2 separate regions of the Sus scrofa genome follow, and region 2 is linked to region 1. Evidence: chromatin contacts called from public HiChIP or PLAC-seq data. All regions are on one chromosome and are shown on one strand. Each heading gives the region's core, a stretch centred on a gene start, on an enhancer-like site or on the middle of the called end of the contact. The rest is flanking DNA. Distances are from core to core; before and after follow the strand shown.

What was found. HiChIP or PLAC-seq counts read pairs in DNA pulled down with a chosen protein or histone mark.
Region 2: an H3K27ac HiChIP or PLAC-seq map of alveolar macrophages shows a contact between it and region 1. The contact joins the promoter of IREB2 here to the promoter of PSMA4 in region 1. A contact is called at or near these places in 2 of 5 promoter capture datasets (fetal liver and liver), 9 of 47 Hi-C or Micro-C datasets (blood, epiblast stem cells, heart right ventricle and 3 more) and 1 of 2 datasets of contacts at active chromatin or transcription factors (alveolar macrophages).

What each region holds. Positions count from the first base shown.
Region 1 is chr7:47,446,686-47,453,531 of Sscrofa11.1, reverse strand. PSMA4 (proteasome subunit alpha 4) reads left to right here and starts at 4,933. Exons shown (of 9, transcript NM_001244468.1): 1 at 4,933-5,021; 2 at 6,386-6,411; 3 at 6,628-6,670. The coding sequence starts at 6,409. HYKK (hydroxylysine kinase) reads left to right here. Exons shown (of 6, transcript NM_001243547.1): 6 at 240-840. The coding sequence ends at 700.
Region 2 is chr7:47,526,824-47,533,624 of Sscrofa11.1, reverse strand. IREB2 (iron-responsive element binding protein 2) reads left to right here and starts at 4,426. Exons shown (of 23, transcript NM_001167781.1): 1 at 4,426-4,523; 2 at 5,947-6,036. The coding sequence starts at 4,505.

The sequences.
Region 1 (6,846 bases), core at 3,684-6,183:
AAAAAAAAAAAAAAAAAAAAAAAACCCAAAAAACAAAAAAACAAAAACCATCAAAATTGCCTGCTTTTATCCTTTTTGAAGGAAATTATTTTATTTCAAGAAAAAGAAGGTTTAACTTTTATCTCTGAGTGCTCATCAAATTATTTGAATGTCCATATCTGAGAAAGAGAAATGGAGAGAAAATGAACTGGACTACTAAAAACAACTGTTTTTACTTGGCTTGATTTTTCTCCTTTCAGGTATCAATCATGGAGATCTCAATGACCATAATATTTTAATTGAGTCCAGCAAGCCAGCCTTTGGAGATGCTGTGTATCAAGTGTCTGGGATTTTAGATTTTGATGACATGAGCTATGGCTACTATGTATTTGAAGTGGCAATCACCATCATGTACATGATGATTGAAAGCAAGACTCCTATACAAGTAGGAGGTCATGTCCTTGCAGGGTTTGAAAGTATAATCCCACTGACACCTGTGGAGAGGGGTGCTTTGTTTCTACTTGTATGTGGTCGTTTTTGTCAGTCCCTTGTCATAGCTGCATATTCTTGTCAGCTATACCCAGAGAATGAAGAATATCTCATGATTACTGCAAAAACCGGGTGGAAGCACTTACAGCAAATGTTTGACATGGGCCAGAAAGCTGTAGAGGAAATCTGGTTTGAAACTGCCAAATCCTATGCCTCTGGGATTTCCATCTGACTACATAAAAGTTCACATTAACTTGGGTAATTAAAAACCAGGAGGACTAACTCTAATTCCCTAAAGATTTTCCCTGCACAGTTAAAAATGAACTGATTGTACAGATCAATGCACATTAAACCACTAAGGTCTTCCAGCAAGTTTATGACCATTTTTGAAACCTAAGAAAGTACTCCTTGAGCAAGGATTTCTTTCTATGGGTCTCGCTTGCCTTGTGTTTTAAACAGGCAGTGTTATTCTGAATCAGATAATCTCTCAAGGTATACTCTAGCTCCAAAATCAATCATTTTTTTTTAAACTTTGAAAGTTTCAGAGTCATTATACACACACACACACACACACACACATATAAAATAACTGGATTAACATATAGACCTAGTTAACCTAACGTCAACTCTGTGAAGCCTTCTCCCATCTCTTCATTCTCCAGAATCACTTTGTACCCTGTCTACCTTATGGCACATCACTTGGTATCATGGATTGTGACTGTACAGTCATCTAGCCTAAGATATGTGATGGTAGAAACTTTGTAAAACTTTTGTCTTTCATCTCTTGCATCTGATATAGTGACTGTCCTATGGTCTTTAAAAATATTTGCAAAATTAATGTATGCTAGAAGAAAGGCTGGAGAAAATAAGGCACACACTAAGATGCCTTAGGAGGAAACACAGATGGTATTCATAAGAAAAAGCTTTAACTTGTTTGAGAGGGCAGTTGAAACTGGGACCCCAGAGATAGATGCCAGAATATACTGGAACCGCAAGGAAGCAAATAAGACCCCCAGGCAAGCCACTAACTCCTGAGTTACCTCAGTAGTTTTCAAGTCAATACCAAGAAAGTCCCTAAGCAGATATTTTAAAATTTTCTCCTATTATGTTTCTTTTCATATGAATACGTAATACTGATGAACATAGCCCATGTATACTTGACTTTAATCATACTACTGTATTTCCTTTGCTGGTTTCTCTTCATGCCCCCTTAGTATGATTTAGTAAATAGCTGTTTACTCATTCTTGACATTTTATTTTCATTATTTAATTATTTATTTATCTTTTTAGGGCCACACCTGCAGCATATGGAGGTTCCCAGTCTAGAGGTTAAATCGGAGCTGTAGCCTCCAGCCTACACCACAGCCACAGCCACGCCCGCCAGATCTGAGCCGCATCTGCAACCTACACCACAGCTCACTGCAACATCGGATCCTTAACCCACTGAGTGAGGCCAGAGATCGAACCTGCAACCTCATGGATACTAGTCAGATTTGTTTCTGCTGAGGCATGACGGGAATTCCCATTCTTGTCATTTTCATTATCCATTCTCTGTGGATGACGCAAGTCTAGAACCCTGCTCATTCAAATACCTTCTCAGTAGTTCTCTCTCTCAACATACATGAGTGCATATTGACTGTATGTCTCTCCACCTACCCACCTACCTACAGAACTATCTATACTCCCCAAACTAGGTCTCTCTGAATGGTCTTCTGTCATTCACTTGCATCATTCTGCTATTCACCTTTAACTTCTCTGTGCCTCTATTTTCTTATCTATAAAGGTGAAGTAGGATCTGTCTTACATAGTGCCTGTGGTACCAGTCTCAGAGAGTTAGTTGTGAGGATTTCATAGAGATTAATGCAAAGTTTTTAGCACAGGGCTCGGCACACTGAAAAGAATAAATATTTACGAAATGAATGAATCAGGTTATCCAAACTCAAAAAACTGCAGTAGTTTCCTACTTGCCTCTCTCATATTCAACCAGTGATCTGATTCTTAGGATTCAGAATTTTAGAACAGTAAATGATGATCATAATCCTTGTCCTTCAGGCCCTACTGTTTAACAATAGATAATAAAAAACCAACATTTACTGAGTACTAAGTACTCAGTTTCTTTCAAAGAAACTTTCTCTCCACTCTCACAACACTTCTGACACTAAATGTGTGGGGTTTTCATGCACATTGAACAATTCTGACACTCCTGGCGTTAGAGCAGACCCCCAGGTTAAGAGCTCAGTCCCACAAAAATGCCTCTACTTCAGATGCCAGCCTCAAGTCCTAGGTTGTACTTTTGATCCACTGGCTGTAATTTGGGGGTTCCCAGGACTTCCTCCTCACATTTGATATATTTGCCAGAAGCGCCCACAGAACTCAAGGAAAAAGTTTATTAGTTTATTATAAGGGGTAACAGCCAGAGGAAAAGTATGTAACATGAGGTCCAGAAAGGTTGAAAGCCCAGATGCTTCTGTCTCTGTGGAGTCAGGGTGCACCATGCTACCAGCATGTGGATGGATGTGCTCACCAACCCAGAAGCTCTCTCAATCCCTCTGGTTAGGGTTTTTATGGAGGCTTCATTGGTGATCGAATCAACTTCCCTCCCATCTCCCCTCCCCAGAGGGTGGGGGCGGGTAAGACTAAAAGTTTCAGCCCTCTATTCACTTGGTTGGTTCCTCTGACAGTCAGTCCCCATCCTCGAAGAGTCACCTCTGTTAGCATAAATTCAGGTGTAGCTGAAAGGGGCTTATTATGAATAAAAAAGACACTCCTTGGCTTCCCGTTGTGGCTCAGCTTAGCAGGAATAAACCCAACTACTATCCATGAAGACTCCGGTTCAATCCCTGGCTTTGCTCAGGGATGCTGAGTTGCTGTGGCTGTGGTGTAGGCCAGCAGCTAACAGCTCCGATTCGACCCCTAGTCTGGGAACTTTCATATGCCACCGGTGCGGCCCTAAAACAAACCAATGAAAGACACTCCTCTTCTACCAGCCAGGAAATGACATGAGATTTAGAAGCTTTGTGCTAGAACTGGGGACAAAAAGACTAAACAGATTTCATATTATATCACAGTACTTTACATGTATTATCTCATCTCATCTCCACAACAAACCCATGAAAGTAGTACTGTTATGAGACTGATGCCCTCATGGGAGATCATGAGGCTTTATCATCCTAAAACATCACTTTAATCCTCTTTTCCCATTACCTACAGAAAAAGTTCTAGCATTGAAGGCATTCTACAGTCTGGCTCAAAATGCCTTTCCTGCTTTACTCCATTATTGACTTCTTCATTTGGAACTACTCTGTCACCTAAACTTGTCAAAATTATTTTTTACTTCTGCTTTTTTAATCTCAACCGATCCCTCTTCTTTTTTTTCTTTCTTTTCTTTCTTTTCTTTTTAGGGCTGCACCAACGGTATATGGAAGTCCCCAGGCTAGGGGTAGAATTGGAGCTTCAGCTGAGGGTCTACACCAACAGCCACAACAGGGACCCAAGCCACGTCTACGACTTACACCACAGCTCACAGGAATGCCGGATCCTTAACCCACTTTTTGAGGTCCGGGGTAGAACCCGCATCCTCACGGATCCTAGTGGAGTTTGTTAATCGCTGAGCCATGAAAGGAACTCCCAATAATAATTTTTTACCCAACCTAAAGAGGACAAAGTCCCTGCCCTGAGAACCTCCCCTTGGAGGAAACTGTGAGCAAATAACCTAGCATTAACGTCTAGTCAAGAAACTTAAACCATGAATAGTTTATCTAGGGATCGAAGCCAGATGAAAAAAAGGGTGGAAAGGAGAGATGGATAATGAACACATAAACAAACATAATCTCTGTATAGAAGATAATGTGTATGTGTGGTGACGGTAGGGTATTACTTTCACCAGGTTGGTCAGGTTGCCTTTCTGACCAGGTGAAAGGCAGAGGAGGAGATTAAGGTAAAGTTTCTCCCAAAGCTGTAAGCCCCATTATAATTTGCTTTATATACCCAAAAATGCATATAAAAGTGGAATAAAGTGGAATAAACAGCAATAAAAGTGGAAGAAAGATTCAAGAAGGGAGATGAGAAGAAGCAGGGTTAAGGGTAACGTCTGATTTGCTTGGGCCCATTAGGAGAACAGGGCAGGAATAGTAAGCAATTTAATAGGCGGTCCCACGCCATTGCTCTTCCAGGTCTACGACTTAGCGCACAAGAGAAAGTGAAAGTAAAAATAGAGCCCACAGCGTGAAAAACGGAGTTTAGCCACAACTCCACCTCCGACTTGGCCAGGGTGTTTCTGCTCGCCTTCCCATGCTATAGTGCCCCATCTGCTGGCTCAGGATCCCAGCCACGCCAGTCGCACCCCAACGCCCCAGCTCCCACGAAGGCCACCTGCTCTGGTTCTGGCTCTGCCTCCCAGAAGAACTTCCGCATCTTCCGCTGCCCCGCCCCCGGTGGTTCTGCGCACGCGCGGGGGCCATATTAGCGGCGGATTCACGCGCAGCGGCGGTGGGTTTTCACCCTCGGAGAAGGGTCCTCGGTGTAGGTCTCGGCTCTTCACAGTCCTCCCTTCGGTAAGCCTTTGCCCCCTGGGCTTCCGCGGAGCTTTGCCGTTCACCCCGTGGGCGGGGGCCGTGGGCGTTACCGCAGAGCGAGTCCCGGCCTGCAGCGGCCGCTGGGGAACCGTGGGCACGATGACTCTGCACCGCCTTCTCCGAGGCGCACCGGCCGCGGGACTGGCCCCAGGCGGCCGCGTCGAGCTTTCTTGCATGGAGCTGGCACAGCGGGGCCAGGGACGCGCCAGCGGTGGGGTGGGCTTGGGCTGGTGGGCAGGGCCGCCCCTGGAAGAGTCAGTACGTGGAAGTTAGCTTTGCTGGCTAGGGGGTGCGAGTGAACTCTCGTGGGGCCGGTGTCCGGCGTCAGGCGTGGAGATGAGAAAGTTGTGTTCTCGCGCGAATCAGAACTCTGACGGATCTCCTCTGCCCTCCCTTCACCTGCCTGTTGCAGCAGCCTCACAACTGCTTACCCTGCCCCAGCGTTTACCAGCCAGAGTGATCTTCCTGCAGTGCTCCTGTGGCTCTTTGGCCCAGCATCTTTCGGTGGAGCTCCTTTGCTTAAGACAGAAAATTCATGGTTTTAGTTCTTACCTAGGCACGTGGCCCTTCAGGCCCTTATCCCTGCTTGTCTTTCCATTCCTAATTCCCGGTACTCCAGTATTTGGGAAGATTGGCTCTGAAGTCCGAAATTGGGCTTTTACACCAAATCACTCTTAGCCCCAGTGTGTCTCTTACGGGAATGGTAGTGATGCCATAGATTACCGCCCCTTTCCTGCCCTTCGGAGTTCAGGACCCCGTATCATTTTCTGGAGAAGCCTAAGACTCATAGCTTGACATTCAGAGCTCTACATGATCTGGATACTTGCTTAATTCTCTCCTTTTTTTCATATTACTTTTTTAACTTCAGGAGTGTATTTCTCCCATTGAGCTAACCTGCCACCGTGCCCTTTGCTCAGGCTTTCTCTTCTCCTTGAGTGCCCTGCCCTTCTTTCTTCCCCTATTCTTCTTAGACCTCAGTGTTCTCAGTTTTGTTTCTGCCTCTCCCATCTCTAATTTGGGATCATTTTCTGTATTTGTTTCACAAAAAAATACTTTATTGATTTTCTCCATCCCCTCCGCACTGTACCCTTAGTGCCTCTGTTTTGACATTGTTGTTATGATTGTCCCTCTTTGTCTGTCTGCCTCACCTCACTGCCAGTCTGCAAGCTCTTCAGGAAAGAGATTGGTCTTAACTACTCTGGTATTCCAGCATTTGCCATAGTGCCTGGTGCATCATAAATGCTGGCTGAGAGAAGGGAGTGAACAAAACAGGTTTTTTTTTTTACGTCAAGTGGTGCTTTTTAAAGTTTCATTTTAATAATTATCCTATTTTCTTTTTACAGGAATTAAATAAAGTTCAGGAAATATGGTGAGTTAATACACATGTCAATGAGCTGTTGCCTAATGAATTGTATTGCTTGTACTCAGCTTACAGACTTGGATGAGAAAATTGAAATAGAATGATGTCTTATCAGTTTCCTCCCACACTCTGAATTTTGTGTACCATGGCATATTCTACAAGATGATTTGTGGGCTTTGCTTCCTTTTATTGGGTAGGAATCACTTATTTATTTTTCCTTTGCAGTCTCGAAGATATGATTCCAGGACCACTATATTTTCTCCAGAAGGTAAAATATAAATTTTCTAATCTGTCTCAAAAACAAATGAACAAAAAATTTAAGTGAATTTTAGGGGAGGGAAAAATCTATAGACTCTTTTAAATATTTACTGTCTTGTTCATCCTTTTTGTACTTTGAAGTAATTATGGTCACCAACTTGATTACATGCATCATAGGGCAGTGAG
Region 2 (6,801 bases), core at 3,177-5,676, 81 kb before region 1:
TGTAATACAACCATATTGTGGAATGTTACTCAGCAATAAAAAGGAACCAACTAGTCATACAACAACCTGGTTGGATCCCCAGGGAATGATGTTCAGTGAAAAAAGCCAGTCCCCCAAAGTTACATACAGAATGATTTCATTTGTATAACATTCTCGAAATGTCAAAATTATAGAAATGGAGAACAGATCAGTGATGACCAGGGGTTAGGAGATGGCAGAGTATAGCCTAGGAGGAAGGTGGATGTGGTCATACAAGGACAACATGCAGGATCCTTGGAAATGTTCTATAGCTTCATTGTGGTGGTGGTGATACGAATCTACACATGGGATAAAATCACATAGAATTCCATACACACATGCCTCCTATGAACCAGTGCTTATAAAACTGCTGAAATCAGTGTAAGGTTGAAAGATTGTGTAAATGTCAATTTCCTCATTTTGATAGTGTACTATTTTACACTGCAGAAGACTGGGTGAGGAGTTAATATGGGAGCTCTATTAGAACTCCTTGTAAGTCTATAAATCACAGAAGAAAAAGTTTTTTGTTTTGGGGGGGTTTTTTTGCTTTTCATGGCTGCACCCACGGCATATGGAGGTTCCCAGGCTAAGGGTCCACTCAGAGCTACAGCTGCTGGCCTACGCCACAGCCACAGCCACAGCCACACCAGATCCAAGCCGTGTCTGTGACCTATGCCCTAGCTCATGGCAACACCGGATCCTTAATCCACTGAGCAAGGCCAGGGATTGAACCCGAAACCTCATGGTTCCTAGTTGGATTCATGTCTGCTGTGCCACGCATGATGGGAACTCCTAAAAATTTTTTTAAATGGGTAAGTTAAATCTCAAGAAGAAGATAATAGAGTGTTTTTGGTTGTCACCATGGGAGGGGAGCACTTTTGGCATTTAATGGATATGAGATCACCTTCATTCCATAGGACAGAATTTCATGGCAAAGAATCAGCCTCCTCCAGTGAACATGCTGCCAGATATTCAGGTAGATAACACACACACAGACATAAAAACAGTAACAACAAACATGTTTCTATTTACCTGAACCTAGAACTTAATCCCATTTGGAAATAAATGAAAATATAATTTGTGTATGGTTTTAATATATATGTTCCAGCAAAGCAAATATCATGTAAAAAGAGGAAAGATGGCTATTTTGTTTGGTTTAGAACTTTGCCAAGAATTAGTCACTGTTCCAGAAAATCAACAACGAGGCTTCCAATGATACTTGAGTCACCAATATATTTCATTAGCCTCCATATAACCTAGTCATTCATGATACAAATGCACATAGATCATTTGTTATATACATGCATTTGTGATGTAAATTTTTGCATAACATGCTTTTAGTCCTTATTTTGCTTTTTTTTTATTTTTTATTTTTTGTCTTTTTTTGGTCTTTTCTAGGGCCACACCCATGGCATATGAGGTTCCCAGCCTAGGTGTCTAATCAGAGCTTTTGCTGCTGGCCTATGCCAGAGCCACAGCAATGCTGGATCTGAGCCGAATCTGCGACCTACACCATAGCTCACGGCAATGCCAGATCCTTAACCCACTAAGCAAGTCTAGGGATCGAACCTGCAACCTATGGTTCCTAGTCGGATTCATTAACCACTGAGCCACGACGGGAAATCCTAGTCCTTATTTTGAACTGTCAAATATAAATAAAAAGCATTGACTACATTCGGCTGAATATATTATTTTCTGTAAAATCATAAGTAGATGCAGGCATCTGATTACATCATGTCATGCAGTTGTAGATGTGCCTGTGCACCTGCATATTATAACACGTATTATTTTCTAATCAATTACTTTACTTTTATTTCTCCTTTACATTACAGCTAGGGCATTATATAGATTATTTTATTGCTTTGTATGGGTTATATTATCTGTGAAATTCATGCCAGGATAGTAAAGGAGACATTATAAATTGTACGTTGTAGGAAGAGGGTATTGGGTTTGCTAGGGTAGAGAACTACTGGTCTAACTTCTGGTCAGTAAGAGGTGTGTGGAGGATCTTTAGGAAAATATTTTCTTCTCTGATTTAAAAAGACGGCGGGGGGCGCTCTGCACCACTTTCCCTTCCTCTTTTGGAAGTTGTAAGACAACATAATTTTTCTGTATGATGCAGTCATCTTGCAACCGGGAGGCAGCAAGTCTGAGGAAGGAAAATTAATATGTTGAGGAGCATGGGGCCAAAATAAGGAATGTGCCTGGGTCTTTGATGGTGTTATTGATCTTGTTGCAGTAACCCTGGATCTGCCTACTATGGACATTATCGTGTGAGATAATTACAGATCTGTATTATTTAAGCTCCCATTGGTTGGGTATTCTCTTGCATGCAACTACAAGCATCTAACAAAGATATGGAGAATACAGTAAGTGGGCAATTACAATCAAGTGCTCTAATTGAAATATATAGGAAGATAAGGAAGCATTTCATCATATTCCCAAGCCAAACTGGGGGTTGTGGAGTTGTATTTTCTTTAGGAAATATCTGGACTAAGGCCTGAAGACTGAGTAGTAGCAGGACAGGGCACAGCACAGTGTTCCACAAAGGAAGAACAGCAAGTGAGACACTACAGCGTGACGGAGAAGTGATTCTGCCTAAAGGAAGTTTCCTGAAAAGGTACAAACAATAGGTATGAGATACCAGAGAGAACCCTGACTCAGTCACTTGGTAGCTGAGCAATGTTGTGTAAGTTTCTTAACCTCGCAGAGTTTCAGTCTCATTATCATGAAAATGACAATTACAGTAGTACTCATGTCCCAGGGTCTTTTTGAGAAGACTGTCAGTCATCTAGACAGGATATGTTCAAATCTAGACCTGGGTGGTGGCCGAGGGAATGGTTAGAAAGGCACATAAATAGAGGAACTATACTGGGGTTTGCTTCAGCAAGGCTTGTTGGGTTAGTGATTAGGGTAGAGGGTACAGGATCAAGAATGATGTCTCTGTGGGAGTTCCCTGGTGGCCTTGAGATTAAGGATCCCACGTTGTCACTGCTGGGGCTTGGGTTCGCTGCTGTAGCGCAGGTTTGATCTCTGGCCCAGAGATTTCTGCAAGCCACAGACACTGCCAAAAAGAGAGAGAGAAAAATGGTGTGTCTGTGTCTGGCATGGGTAACTTAGGGGTTGGTGGTGCCATTCATTGATACAGGCAATACTAAAGGAGTAAAGGGTTTTAAGGGGAAAATGATGACTTCTGTTTTGGAGATTTTGAGTCTGGGGTGCCTGTGAGATATGGAGTCATCCAATAGGTACTAGAATATACAACTATGGGCTTAGGGGATGTGTTTGGGTTTCAGGGACACCTCTGGGCTTAGGAGATGTGTTTGGGTTGGAGGTAGACTGGTAAATAAGAACATATAACTAATAACTGAAGCCAAAGGAGAGAGTGAGATGCGCCGGGAAAACAGTGCAAGGCCAGAGCCCTGGGATATATTTAATACCAGTACATTGAATGGCTGGGCAGAGGAAGAGGGGCCTGCAAATGAGACTGAGACGGAGCACCCTTAAGGATAGGAAGAAAAACAAGTAGCATCTGAGGTCACAAAAACTGATGGAAGAATATTTCTCAACAAGGGCAGAGATCAAGGAGAATAAGGATTGAGAAACGTGTGATTAGCGAATGGGGTTATGGCTGTCCTTGACCAGAGGTGTTTCTAGCGGGTGGAAAGCAGACTGGAGAGGGATAAGGAGTGGGAGGGGAAGGGAGAGCGCAACCAGCGCTCTCTGGAAAGCTGGCTGCCAACAGGAGATAAGGCGGCAGAGAACGCAGGTACTAGAGGAGCGGAGGCGGAGGCGGGATGGAGACTTTAGCATGATTAACTGCCCATGGGAAGGAGTGTGTGGAAAAGGAGAGAATGAAGCTACAGGGGTGAAAGGAAAATTCATTCAACAATTAGAGCGCTTCCTACATGCCAGATCAGTCCGGTCACCCTCTCCAAGAACACGCGTGCAGGCCACACATACGACAGGTTTAGCCTGAGACTATCTTCTGGTGAAAGGGGTTCGCCTTAGGCTGTTTTTCCTAGGAGTAGCAATTCTGACTCCTCCCTCCCCCACACCGCTGGATATCCCGCTGGAGCCCTTGCACCGCTGGATCTCACAACCTCAATTAGATATTTGAAGCCGCAACTTAGTAACGGATCGCTAGGAGGGCCAAGCTAGTGCCGTGGAAGATACAGCCGCTCCAGCCTTAGCGTCCGATCGCGAGAACAGGGACGCAGGCGCAAAAAATCGCCTTCTCGCTGGCTCCGCCCCTTCTCTTTCTTTGTCTCCACGTCCGATGATCTCGCGAGAGTTGGGCGGCAAATCCCGCGAGCTCAGACCTAGACCTGGGGTCGACTCTGCGGCTCTCGCGGTGTTTGCGCGAGACTGCTCTTTTCCTTCTTCCCTTGCGGGTCCGCCTGCCTTCCTCCCCTTTTTCCCCGCCCGGCCTCCCCCTCCTTACCCCGCGGGCCCCCTCCCCGCAGGGATAATATGGTCTCCGGCGATGGACGCCCCAAGTGCAGGTTAGTTTCAGTCCGCCCCCTGGGATGTGGCAGCTGGAGACGCGCGCTTCCCGGGCTCCGGGTCCTTTGCTTCTCGCCTGGAGTCACTCGGCCGGCTCCCGGGCCCTCTGGGCTCAGGTCCTGCTCCCTTAAGGCCTGCCTGATGGGCCTCACTCTCTGCTTCCAGGCCCCGAGAGCCCGGCCTCGCCGCCCTCGCCCCGCAGCGTGACCCCATCAGGCCCGTCCGCTCCGCCGCTGGCCTCGACCAGTGGCGGCGTCAGCCTGTTGGCCCCTTCCAGAGTCTTTTGGTACTCCTCACTTAGCACTACGGTCAGGGAGAGGCCCACTTTCGTCCTCTCCCCGCCCCCCATTTGTAAGAGATGAGGGTGGGGGCCGGCGTCTCCTTGGTTGGGTCTCTCGCAGATAGTTGTTTATTCCGCTGTCCAGCCTCAAGTCACTCCCTCTCTCTTTGCCTCTGGAAGCGGAGTGGGGGGCGGTCAAGGCCGAACACTGGTTAATCAGTTCCCAGACCATTTATTGCAGCTCTGGGTCTCCTCCGCCGCCCCCCTACCCCCAACCACCTTCTTAGCTTCCTCCTCAATAAAAAAGAGGAAAAACATTTAGTATTCCCCCAAAGTGAGCTCTGCTTATTGCTTCTCATTTCCGAGCAAGGTCCGAACAATGTTGAGGGTCCTGCCCACCCACCGCAATGAGTCTGCACAAAAGCTCTGAATGTTCTTTAACCTCAAGGCTGCCTCCCCACTACTTCAAGAATGTAGGAGTTGGGGTACATTCGCAGGAGACCCCTGGGTCTTTGTAGTTAAGCGTCAATTCATGCAAAACCAGGAAGACATGCTAATATACCCAGATGTTTTGTTTTTCACCTTTACCCTTAGTCTTAAGACCTATTAAGGTCTGACCTGATAAGTTGTTTTGGTTTGGTTTTGATTTTGTTCACGTTGTTGACTACAGTGTAAAAATCTGTCTTTTGATTATTTTTTTAAAAAAATTCTTATAGTTGTGACGGTTCTCAAATTGTCCTGTCTGTATTTACGCAGGTCTTCACAAAATATACCTATACTTCTTATAAATAATTCTTATTGTCCCTTTCTAGGTATTCTTTGTTATCACATTTCAAGAGTTATTTTACCAGTTTTTAATTCGAGAAGAGTCATGGTTTAGAGTTATACTATCCAATACAGTGGACGCTAGCTACATGTAACGATTTAAATTAATTAAAATTTAAAACTCTGTTCATTGTAACCATATTTCAAGTGCTTAATAGCCACATGTGGCTAATGGCTACCTTGATAGACAGTGCAAAGAATTGAACTTTTGGACCACTGCAGAAAATTTTATTGGACAAAGCTGATTTCTAGCTATTTTTTGTTTGAATAAAGGTCCTTTGTATCTGTGTTTAATGGAAGTATAATTTTTTTTTCAGGATATGCCTTTGAGTACCTTATTGAAACATTAAATGACAGTTCACATAAGAAGTTCTTCAATGTACCTAGACTTGGAGGCACCAAGTATGGTAATGTTGCCTAAATTTTCTTGGGTTTGTTTAGATTCTAATAATAAAAATGCAGTGGTTGAGCTGAGTTGAAGAAATTGTAAATTTATTTCCACCATGTTGTAGCAGTACATCTACACATATATGTAACATTTTAAACACTCTTCTTGGGACAGCTTTTATTTGAGGAAGATGTAAGCCCATACCTTACTTCTCATTTAGACTCTAAGTTAATGTAGTAATGATTTTTCCCCCCAAAGAAACTACTAATACAATTTTAAAAAACAACAGAAACCTGACTGGTGATATTTTAGAGCTATTAAATGTATATTTTAATTCTTCAAGTGAACAATGCCCACAGTTCTTTTTTTTTTTTTTTTTTTTTTTTTTTGGTCTTTTTGCCATTTCTTGGGCCGCTCCTGCGCATATGGACGTTCCCAGGCTAGGGGTCTAATCGGAGCTGGAGCTGCCAGCTTACACCAGAGCCACAGCAACGCGGGATCCGAGCCACGTCTATGACCCACACCACAGTTCACGGCAATGCAAGGCCAGGGATGGAACCCGCAACCTCATGGTTCCTAGTCGGATTCATTAACCACTGTGCCACAACGGGAACTCTAGTGCCCACAGTTCTTGATCTGCTATCCTTTGAATAGGAATCATCAACAGGGCCCACTGGTTTGAGTTGTTCACCAGGGCCTGATTTGCCCAGGCTTGTGCACCAGAACTCTTGGCAGACCTTTGCAGGCGCCTAATCAGGATCAAACCTTTCACTGAAGTCTAAGA